Linked DNA regions of Sus scrofa: all the other regions are linked to region 4. The links are chromatin contacts, called in public Hi-C and promoter capture Hi-C maps. All regions are on one chromosome and are shown on one strand. The core of a region is the stretch at or near the end of the contact, and the rest is flanking DNA. Distances in the headings are between cores, read along the strand shown. Region 1 holds the start of ESAM (endothelial cell-selective adhesion molecule). Region 2 holds the start of TBRG1 (transforming growth factor beta regulator 1). Region 3 holds the start of FOXRED1 (FAD dependent oxidoreductase domain containing 1). Region 4 holds the start of STT3A (STT3A, catalytic subunit of the oligosaccharyltransferase complex).

Region 1 (2,801 bases), core at 32-2,531, 730 kb before region 4:
GTACTTCATCCCCTAATGCCCTTGCAGCAGACTGGGCTAAAGGGGACTCAGATGAGTTAGGTGATTCCCATCTCAGTCCCCATCACTGTGGTTGAATTTTTCTCTACATCTTTCCAAGCTTTACTTGCCCTGGTGGCTTCCAGCCTGAAAGTGGGAGTTATAGCTGCACCAGACAAACCCACCCTTCACCCCCATTCAGGAATCCTTGAAGAAGGATGGCAAGAAAGCCTGGGAGGCAGCATGTGAAACAGCTAAGTTTCCAAGGGGCCTTTTCTCCCCAGATGTTGCACTGGGCCACCTCCAGCTTCTGGGTGCTCCTGGGCACCTTCAATACTCCTCAAGCACTTGCTCCAAGGAGGCGCCCTTCCTCTGGGACTCCTTTGTCCTTTGGCTCTGGGAACTGATTAGGGGTGGTGGACCTCTGGGGGGGGATGGTGTCACAATTCTGCTCCTCCAGGCATTCGAACCCCTCCTCCATTTCCTGTGTCCCAAATGACCTCACGGTCATGCTTTTGGGGGCACCTCCCTTGATTCCCAGGGCAGGAAGCAGGAGGAGGGGGCAAGAGGGAGGATCTGGGCTGGGGAATTGACATGAAATGGTGTGTCAAGCCCAGAGACCAGGGAATTCCCTAGGGGCTCTTGCACATCAGCTTGAGCGGTGGGAAGTGGGGGGGACGGATGGGGGGGGGACTGGAGTTAAGTCCTTAAGCTCTTTAGCCAGTGTCTCATCTAGCAGCTCAGCTCATCCGGCTCTGCTGGGTGGAGGTGGGCAGTGGGGGTGAGGAATGGTTCTGAGTCCTAACCCTCTCCCTCACCGCACACACTGTGCCCAAAGTGGTGGCTGTTTGCCGACACAGCAAGGACAGAGTCAGCACTACTCAGTGATACCTTGTGTGGTGGAAAATAGCAGTGGGGGTAGGGAAAGCGTCTAAGACAGGAATCCCAGCCCACCCAGTTCCTCATCAGTGCCCAAAACCACCTCCCCCAGGGTCGGATTCACCCCATCTCCCACCTCAGGTCCTTTCCAGGTTCAGGGTTTCACTCACCAAGAGTAGTCAGCCCCAGGAACAAAAACTGCAGTAAGTTGGTCGCGGGGGACCCGGGCAGGGAAATCATGGCCTTCCCTGGCCCGGATGGAGTCAGGGGTACCGGCTCCGGGACACACCGACCGACAGGTGCTGAGGCTGCACGACAGCAGGATCGGACGCAGGAGCCGGGCCACTGACACCAAGTGCAGCTCTGGCCAGAGTCTGGGCGTGTGTGTGCCGGTGGCGGGGTGGGGACCAACAGGGACTCGGGGGCGGGGCATTCGAGGGGGCGGAGAGGTCGCGGTCCTCCTGGGCCCGGCGCGCCGGTGACCCGCCGCAGGGGGCGCTCCTCACGCTTCGACGGCCGGATCCCGCGGCCTCCAACAGGTCAGGACGCAGAGGGATGTCAGGTGAGTCGCGGCGCCCCGACAGCCAGCTGGAGGCGAGGGCCGAAGAGAAGGGTCCTGAACTATCGTACTGCACCGTGCCCTTCTGCCCGCGTGGGACAGAAAGGGGAGCCAAGAAGGAAGGGAGGTTTGCACATTATCCCACGTCCAGGGGCTACCCGGACCCAAACCCTAAACAGCCGGGGCTTGGGAGTTCCGCGTCCTCAGCCTAAGAGGAGAGGAGGGGGGCCGCGTTTTCCCGGGACCACTGGGGGTCTGCAAATGGGGGTCGGAACGGCAGGAAGAGGCCAACGTGCTGGCATCGCGGGCTAGGTTTTGCTGTCCGAAACTACCAGTTTCCCGGAGCCCAGGACAGGACGGACTGCGGGAGCGGCTGGGGAAAGGATGCCCATCCCTGCACGTGCCACATCCCTTCCTGAGCCCCGCCCACCCGAGGCTGCATCAGCTGTGGACGCTAGGACAGTGTTCACCAGTGGGCGGAGAAGGGGGCCTCTCTCAGGTTCTTAGAGGTGCTCTAAAACGCAGCCCGAAGGTCACCCGGGGCTTGCTGTTGCAAACCTGAGCAGGGAAATGACTGACGCAAGGATACCCCAGGAGCTGAGCAGGAAACTGAGGAAACAGGTGCCTAGTTCCCCGCTCAACTCTGAAAAGCCGCTGCGGGAAAGTAGACTGGACAAAGTACCATTTATTTATCCCATCTTCGCCGCCTCCCATCCCACCTCACGCCTGATCTGATCCTTTAATTCCCGGGGATAGATCTTGTTCGCTGTGAAATTTAATTTAACCGTCCCTCTCCTCGCCAGTCCGTCGAAGGCACCTCTGCGCCCTCTGGCGGCCACAGATCCCTAACAGAAAGGCACGCACCTGTTCTGCCTTCCCAGTCCAACAGCCAAAATAAAGATGCTTCGAACATCCGGGTATGGGTCAACCCACGGAGCAAAGGTCACCGAGGACAGAAAACATAATAACAAATCCCTGGCGCTACCTGCTCTGGGTGGCAGTTAACTGAGAAGAAAAGCAGCCGGGCCTCCTGGATTCCTTTTATGCCACGGAGTTCTGCTGTTTTAATACTGACTATGGTCCTTGAGCCTGCATTGCCCAAGGTCTTTTTCTACACAGCACCCCACAGAGCCTCTCAGCTGCTTCTTCTTCGTGTGACCTGGCTGGCTGCTCTTTAAATACCTGCCATGCAGTGGGTTTGCCTATGCAAACACTAGACTACTCATGCAGCGCCTGGAATCTAATACTCAGTGACAGCAACAGTAATAGCTAACTGCCAGTCTCATTCCTTCGTAGGGGGACCTACAAACTTGGAATTGTCAAGTAGATTTTGTGGTCTGAATATATGGGGGGAGTGTGCTGTTGG
Region 2 (2,700 bases), core at 134-2,633, 860 kb before region 4:
TAGAACAGTAATTATACATCAACAGAGTACTTTTCACTTCATTACCTTTATAACTTTCACTTCATTATTCTAAAGAGTATATTCAGTTTCGAAAGGAAAAACCGGTAACCCAGAGGCTCACTCAGCTAGTTAGTGGAATTGCTGGGAGAAAAATGAATACTACAAGTTTTCTGCCTTTCAGCCCAGCGCATTTACCAAGATTGCATTCTAAAAAACTGTTCACCTTACTTACTTGATGATTTTAGATAGTCTTTGGTTACAAAGAGCTTTATAAATACAAGTGTAGGCACGGAAACATACTTTTGATTTCATTAGGCAGATATTTACTGAGTGCCCACTTGGCGCAAGTTATTAAAACTGCCAGTTAAATCCCTTCCATCTTCCATACTAGATTCTAATCTGAGAGCAGAAGCCTTTTTTTCTATTCACCACTGTAGTCCCAGCTCCCAGTAAAGTCACAGTGTAATAGGCTCTCAAGAAACACCTGTGCAAGCTGTATAAAGGAAGGAAGAAAGGAAAGCCACAGTCCCAGCACTGCTTTCATGTGCATCCTACAATCTAGGAAGGTCAGTCTGTATGAAGTGTGGAAAAGTGATGTTGAAATGCAGTGTGGTGGAATGGATTAGGGGTTTGGAGTTAGTACATGCAAACTGTGACATTTAGAATGGATAAACAAGGTTCTATGGTATAGCACAGGGAACTATACCCAATCTCCTGGAATAGAACATGATGGAAAAAAAATATTTAAAAAAGAACAGGGGTTCCCTGTAGTGGCTCAGCGGAAACGAATCTGTCTAGGAACCATGAAGTTGCCGGTTCTGGATCCGACGTTGTTGCCGTGAGCTGTAGTGTAGGTCGCAGAGGCGGCTGGTTTCCGGCATTGCCCGTCGCTGTGGTGTAGCCCAACGGCTACAGCTCTGATGTGACCCCTAGCCTGGGAACTTCCATATGCCATGGGTGCGCCCCCCCCCAAAATATAGATACACACACATATATTGATATATGTGCATATATATTATATATGTGTATATATGTATCTGCGGGACTGATTTTATATATATATACACACACACATATATACACATATATAATATATATGCACATAATAAATCTTTTTTTTTTTTTTAATTCTGTGGCTCGGCTTGGAGAGCGTATATGAGATAGGCCCGTGTAAGATTTTTTGTTTGTTCCTCTTTAGCTCGACAACAACACGCCTCAGCTAAGCACACACAGGCGCGAATCTCAGAGGGTCACTTCCCACCGCCCTCCTTCCCACCTAGACCGCCCACTTTCCTATCCCCGCCTCCGGGGCCTCAGATGGGCGTGCCCTGCGGACCGACCCGGCTCCCAGCCCCGGAAGTTACACGCGGCCGGCGCCGAGACGTAACTTCCGGCAGAACTGACTTCCGAAGCAGACGCGGAAGTGCAAGGAGGCACCAGGAGCCGGGTTGGCTGCTGGGTTTCTGGCTCCGCTGTGCCCTTCAGGGACGTTCTGGGGCGGTCGGTTCCTTAGAAGCCCGCATCCGCCAGCCCAGACCCGTACGAAGCCGGCGCTTGAGGCCGCTCTGAGTCCGAGGAGCTGATGCAGGCCGCGCCCTGGAGCCCCCGTAGCGGGGCCGGACCATGAGCCTGCTGGGCGGCCTGGCTTCCTCGCCGCGGGCCCCGCTGCAGTCCAGCAGGGCCAGGATGAAAAAGCTCCCGAAGAAGAGCCAGAACGAGAAGTACCGGCTCAAGTACCTGCGGCTGCGCAAGGCGGCCAAAGCCACGGTGTTTGTGAGTGACCAGCGCCCAGCCCTTCTCCGCCTCGAGACTCTCCTGACGCGCGAAATCTTTTCCCCAAACTGTGCCCTTTCCCAGAGTGGCAGTATTAATACAGTGTTAGCTTTTACGATTTACATTACTTCTTGTAAGCCTTGTGCCTTGGACAAATGGTGTAATATCTATAATCCTGTTTCCTCATTTGCAAAAGAGATCGAATAACTACCTAGCAGAGTTCAAGAAGATTAAATGAGGAAAGTAAAGACCTCGTCAGCCAGAAGCGCCAATAAGTTTTAGTCATTATCGTTATTACCGCAAAACTCTTTGAAAGGCTTTTTATTCTCGAGAGAAACCTGAGAATAAGGCACTTTTTAGAATAGCAACACCGAAGCCGGCAGAGATGATTTGCTCACGGCCACTGTGTCAGGACTCAGACTCCCAACTCAGAACACCTGATTCTAGTTTCTTTATTACTTCCATTACACAGCCTGTTTCCCAAGGCCCACAACACACGCGGTAATTGACCCTTTTTTTTCCCCCGAAAAGGCACATGAAGCATTCAATTATCCCTCCTTCCAACCACTTTTGAGTCTTCTGAGTGTTTCTACCCTTCTTTATTGTAGAGGTCCTGGGTTTATTGGATGAATGAACTGGTTTACTAGTCATTACTAAGGGTTACAATATTCAGGCTTGCTCAGGCTCACTCCAGTGCTTGGAAATAGGAAGTGGAGTCCTCAGATGTCTTCCCATCTGAATCACCACCTTACCTTTTCCACCTGAAGCTTGAATGTCCCTCAGGTCTTTGGAAGTGTGAGGAAAGTTTTAGAAATTAGAACATTCATTCCAAAAACATTTATTTAGCACTTGGCACGTGCACTAGAGAGAAATAAGAAAAGTGGAATTAAGAGGATTTGGTATCTAAGTGTTACCATTCTTTTGTCG
Region 3 (2,794 bases), core at 24-2,523, 640 kb after region 4:
CATCATATACACTGGGTGCAATTAATCAAGGTTTTCTTAATATCAGAACTACACTGCGAATGTAACATTGCCCCTCTAAAATACCCCCACTTACCACAAACACCAGCTCAAACTGGTTGTCCAGTTTATACTTGAGTGTGAGTGCCTCATGGGTGAAGGAGTTGTTACCTCCCCTTTCCTGGAAAAAAAGAGTTATGTCTCAAAGCTCAGACTATCCCCACCAAACCCAGACTTGGGCCCCTCTAGGATTACCTTTAGGAAAGAGCTAGACATTCCCCCAAAGTCAAACCTGTCCCCAGGGCAACAAGATGCGGGGGCACTTCTCTCCACCATTTCACTAGGGAGAAAAGGAGACACCAAGCTGGAGGGCAGAGGGAAAGAGGTGGGACGTGGAAGGACACGTGCGGGCTGAAAGGGAAATAGTCCCCATATAAACAATCGCAGCTGTATAGTATTAGTTCCTAAAAGACCGTTTTCTATTCAGTATCCCACTCAGCCATCGAAACAAGAGAAAATCAAGCTGCTCGGGGCAAACGGAGGAAACGATGGCAAGTCTCAACAGACTACGGAATCCAGCCAGAGTCCCAGGAAGCGGAGGGGGAGGGGACGTCGCAAAGTTGCGGGATGGTGTGATAGGAAGGGAGAAAAAAGTGGAGTCCCGGTTACGAGTGAGTGGCCAGTCTGAGGTGGGCCGAGGGAGTGGGAGGAAGGCACGGGATCAGTCGAGGGGGACTATGGACCGGGTCAGAGAGACGAGCCCAGAGTTCTGATCCTGCGGGGGCGGTACCTGCAGCAGCACGGAACGAATCAACGCGTTAACCGGCCCGGTGCATGAGTCGCTCACGCCCTGGAAGCACCAGAGCACGAGCCCGCCTTTGGAGAAAATGGTAAAGAAGTCGAGCATGGCGGCAGCGGGAAAGGAGCCGGGGCCGCCGCCGGGAACTCAGGCCGCGATCACCGCCGCTTCCTGCTGCGCCAAGCTCAGGACACGTCACACCAGCGGCCCCGGAAACCGGCTCATCCGCACTTCCGCTCAGCGGCCCCGGGATTCCTCCCCCACTCCTCCAGCTGGCGCGCGGGATCTACGTAGACGCCAGGCTTGCCAATGGCGGGTAGGGGCGGGCCTAGGCGGGGCTCTCGGGGACGCACGGAAGGGGTCGACAGCCTATCAGGCGGAGGGGCGGGGAGCCGCTGGCCAATGGGCACGCTCGGATGAATGGCCCGTGGCGCAGAGCAGTGACGGCTGGCTTACCAGTGTAGGGTACCCTCCCACAGCGGCCGGACGCTGGAGGGCCATGCTTCGGAGGGCGCTGTGGCTCGGCTTGCGCCGGGGCCTCTTGGGCCGGGAGCTAGGCACACGCAGAGGAGGCTCTACTCTGGGTAAAGTTGAGGGCAGCGGAGGGTATCATGGTTCTGGGATGCCCCCAATGTCCAGCCATGTGACCTTCAGGACTTGGGATCCCTGGCCACGCTCAGAAGACAGTGGGTCGCTGGAAGAAGGGATATCTTACCTGCCAGAGCTTGTACAGTCTGGACAGGTGTATGGATCCAGAGGTTGCCCTTCTCAGGTGACAAATCCCAGTTCGTTCTATGCCTGAGCTTACCGCCAGAATAACAGCCAGGGTGATTCATTGGTTTGATAGAAGTGCATTAAGTCCTGCTCGCATGCAGGATGCTGTTCTTAGTGTTGTAGTCATGAAAGAGGAAAGAAGAGAAGGAGGATTCGATATATGTTCTGGAGGTGCCTGAAGTGTAGCTGGAAAGGAAAGGCTTCAATAGACCAGTTCAAGGCTGGAAAGTTCAAGAGGAAAGAAGAGAAGGAGGATTCGATATATGTTCTGGAGGTGCCTGAAGTGTAGCTGGAAAGGAAAGGCTTCAATAGACCAGTTCAAGGCTTCAATAGACCAGTTCAACCCAGCTTAAGAGTTATGCCCTGCACTGCCAGGGGAGTAGCTAGTATACATGGAACAGATGCGAACCGAGGTCAGCCTTGAAAGATGATGTTTACTGATTCAAGGAAGGTATGATGTCCAGGTGCTGGAGAACTGAACAAAGGTTAGGAGAAAAATACTGTTCTTACGCAAGGAATTAGCAAAGGCCATCCAGATAGAGTTTGAGTAGTAGTATGAAATATAGTCTGGAGAGGTAAAATAAATCCAGATCAAAGAAAGAGTCACATGCTGCTGAGAAGAGTTTGAACTTGAACTGGAGACAAGACTCAGAGATTTGTGAGTTAGGTGTGAAAGTCAAAAGGATTCATGTATTCAAAACATTTATTAAGCACTTAGGAGGTACCAGGTACTGTGCTGGGCTGGCTATTTCGGTGAAGAAGGTAGAATACAGTATGAAGCAATCCCAGAGAAATGCAAGGTTGCAGGTGTGTTGCATGCTGCAAAAGAGCCATTCACGGAGCTATGAGATAGTGTGACAGGAGAACTTGGCATAGTCAAGGGGGCATCTCTGAGAAAATAATAACTGGGCTGAGATCTAAAGGAAGCAAGGGATTAACTGGGCAAAGAAGTGGGCACAGAGTTTCAAAGCAGAGAGGTCACCTGTGTGGACCCCTGTGATAAGAATGAGGAGCTGGGGCTGGAGTGTGCAGAGAAGACTAGGAGAATAGGAGCCAGATTGTACAGTGTCTTCAAGGGCCACGTGGAAAGTTTTGGACTTTAATCCTTAGAGTAACGGAAAACCACTGGAGGGTTTAAGCAAGAGGGCATGTGATTAAAATAGTGTTTAGAAAAAGATCATTCTAGCTATGCAAGAGGGAAATGAGTGGAAACAGCTGAGAGAA
Region 4 (2,707 bases), core at 154-2,653:
AAAAAAATTAATCCGAAAGTTAATATCTTAATGTTCTTGAAGCCGTTTTTTTTTTTTAATTTAAAAGATCTAATTTTAATTCTTTTAAAAAGAAAAACTCCTTTTGAAGAAGCATTTACTTGAAGTTCTGCAATTCATTCAGTTTGTTTCCTTTTGTTAGTAAAATTACATTTAACACAAATACAAAAGGAAAAAGCAGATCTTCTGAATCATAACGTCCTGGGGTGAACCTGGTCATGTGAATTTTGAAACATACACGTGATTTTGAAGCAGTGATTTAATGTGCTTTCAATAAATTTGGTCGGCCGCATTCAGAGTAACTGTGAAGAGAAATGAGTGACACTGGCGCTAAATTTGAACAGTTGCCGGATGCTCCTATTTCATTTGGTGTAGCTCTTGCTCACAGAGGTGTGTAGGAAGTAGGAGTGCGTGTCTGAGAGGTGATGGAGCTGGCTGCTGGAACTTCGTCCCCTTCCCTGCCCTCAGTAGCTTTTCTTTGTGAGTGGACAGAGGGAGAACTGAGGCGAGTTAGCAGCTTCCACGAGCACGTAACTTACAAAGGGTGAGCTGACAAAGTACCGCAGGTCTGCAGGCTGATTCCAGGAAGCCTGTCGCATGCATGGGAGGACCGCCTCCGCGGGTTGGTGCACTCAGTCTGTGGCTTAGAATCTTCCAACCAAACTTCGACGATCCTTTTGGCCTTGGCGTGCTTACTCCCGAGGTCGGGCTTAAGAGAGGTAAATGCCTCGTAAAATTTGTCAGGGCTCTGGTCCATCACATTTTCCGGGAGCATCTTCAAAAACAGCTCTTGAGAGAACTGTAAGTCAAGAGATCCTGTACAAGATGTAACGGTCTGGCCCGGGAAGCATTTGAGTTTCTTTGAGAGTAGGTGGGAAGTGTTTCCTTCCTCTTCTTTAATCTTATATTAGGTAACAGTTTCTACCTTTAAAAAACAAAACTCTCAGAAAAGGAGGAGCGCGATCTTAGCACGGCTTTTTGGGATTTGTAGTTTTGGCTTATTCCTTGGCGTAGTTTCCGTTTCTGGTCACATGACTTGGGCTAAACCGTCCGCACCTTCCGCCCGCGACTCCTTTGCGGTCCTCGGACTGACACGTCACTGCTCAGCTCTCAACCAAACTGCTTTGAGCGGTTTCTTCTGCGCCCACGCTCGCACAAGCGGACCTATCACTGCTCGGCACTTGTACGAGGTCCCGCCTTCTCGATCCTAAGTGATTTCTGCATAGACCACTTAAGAAGTGGGAGTGCGGTTTTGTCCACGCCTCCGAGTTTGACAGACAGTTCTATGACCCTATCGCTCTCATCAATTGTCATATTGGCCCTGAGCCAGCCAATGGGAAGCGGACCGGGAGGCCAACTTGGTGCTACCAAGGTTGGGTGCGCGGTGAACGGATGGCAGAGCGAGCCGAACGGACTCCTGAGGAGCGCGGGACAGGTGAGAAGGCCCTAGAGTATTACTTAAGAATTAGCGGCAAGTGCAGTCTAAGGTGTTTGTGGGGCAGAACGAAGTGCATGGATGGGGCTCTAATGGCGGGGGGTATGGGCGCGGAGCAGAATCTAGGACCTTGCAGAGGAGGGGGCGTGGGGCGTGGTGTGGGGACATCCTGAAATGGAAGGATGTAAGGGTCTGGGATGGGGCGTGCGCTTAAGCTAAGGAAGGCGTGGGAAAGATCGCACCCGGAGACTAGTCCCTGGAAGGATGGCGCTTAGGATGCTGAGGTGGTGGGGTGTCCCTCGGTGGGTGGTGTCAGAGGTGTTGCGTTTTCTGAAGGTGGGAGACCGGGGGAGGAGGGACCTGAAGTAGAGGAGGGCGGGGGGGGGGAGTGTGAGAAAGTGTGTAGGCAAACGGGGTGGGCAAGTTGCAGTCTTCGGAACTAGAACTAGGGTGGGACGAGGGGGCCAGCGCTTTCAGGCGCAGGTGAGGTGGAGAACATATGCTAAGTGTTTTGAGAAAAGTCTTTGCCCTTAATCGCTTTAGCGGTATGCGAACAAGACCAGAGAGCACAGTATGGAAACTCCCTTAGGGTCCTGGCCTAAATTACCAGCTCCTTTTACTCAGTTTTCAGGTCGAGGTTCTTGTGCTCTCATTTACTCCCTTACTCTTTTAGGCCTATGGCTCAAATCTACTCAGTGGTGGTGAGTTTTGCTATTTCAAGCGTTGGAGAAGACAAGTACTATCCTGAGGGATGTGATTGGATTGTTGACTTCCTGAGTTAGGTATTTAATTTGGTTGCAAGATAAGGTTTTCCTTTGGGGTTATAATTAAAACTATGTTAAAACTGCTCCTCTGAGACAGTTAACTTTGGAAAAGATGCTTGGCTTTTCACTGTTGGAGCATGTTGCTTCTTCATGCCTTTCGCCTAGTCCAGTGTTTTTTTTTTTTCCCTCCTCTTCTCTAGTAATAGTGGGGCAAAAGATCAGAAGGGGTCCAGGTTCCTTTTTGTCCCCGCTGGCGTCTTGTACAGTGTTTCGTATCCTTTAATATTAGATTCTTTGTCACTTAGCCTTTGACCAGCTTGTGGTTTAAGAAGGCAGAGCCCTCTTCGACATAAAGAGCTAACCTCCTAATTATTGCTAATAGTAAACCTTATCCATCAAGAGATCACCATTCTGAATGATCTACAGACTGTTTCCCTCAATATTTAGTTTTAATCTAGCCCCGCCTTTTCCCCCTGCCAGCCTGATCATT

What was found. Promoter capture Hi-C pulls out the DNA fragments that hold promoters and counts their contacts. Hi-C and Micro-C count contacts between places; a contact is called where the count stands out from the background.
Region 1: a Hi-C map of skeletal muscle shows a contact between it and region 4, with 5 times the contacts expected there. The contact joins the promoter of ESAM here to the promoter of STT3A in region 4. A contact is called at or near these places in 2 of 47 Hi-C or Micro-C datasets (heart right ventricle and skeletal muscle).
Region 2: a contact with region 4 is called in a promoter capture Hi-C map of liver, with 3 times the contacts expected there. The contact joins the promoter of TBRG1 here to the promoter of STT3A in region 4. A contact is called at or near these places in 1 of 5 promoter capture datasets (liver) and 1 of 47 Hi-C or Micro-C datasets (liver).
Region 3: a Hi-C map of liver shows a contact between it and region 4, with 2.9 times the contacts expected there. The contact joins the promoter of FOXRED1 here to the promoter of STT3A in region 4. A contact is called at or near these places in 2 of 47 Hi-C or Micro-C datasets (liver and skeletal muscle).

Annotation. Positions count from the first base shown.
Region 1 is chr9:51,991,134-51,993,934 of Sscrofa11.1, forward strand. ESAM (endothelial cell-selective adhesion molecule) reads right to left here and starts at 1,282. Exons shown (of 7, transcript XM_005667461.3): 1 at 1,047-1,282. The coding sequence starts at 1,116.
Region 2 is chr9:51,863,929-51,866,628 of Sscrofa11.1, forward strand. It overlaps TBRG1 (transforming growth factor beta regulator 1), which reads left to right and starts at 1,384. Exons shown (of 9, transcript XM_003130020.4): 1 at 1,384-1,773. The coding sequence starts at 1,624.
Region 3 is chr9:53,364,022-53,366,815 of Sscrofa11.1, forward strand. It overlaps FOXRED1 (FAD dependent oxidoreductase domain containing 1), which reads left to right and starts at 1,274. Exons shown (of 12, transcript NM_001244921.1): 1 at 1,274-1,380. The coding sequence starts at 1,296. It overlaps SRPRA (signal recognition particle receptor subunit alpha), which reads right to left and starts at 1,064. Exons shown (of 14, transcript XM_003130057.5): 1 at 788-1,064; 2 at 95-178. The coding sequence starts at 904.
Region 4 is chr9:52,725,486-52,728,192 of Sscrofa11.1, forward strand. STT3A (STT3A, catalytic subunit of the oligosaccharyltransferase complex) reads left to right here and starts at 1,404. Exons shown (of 18, transcript NM_001243852.1): 1 at 1,404-1,453.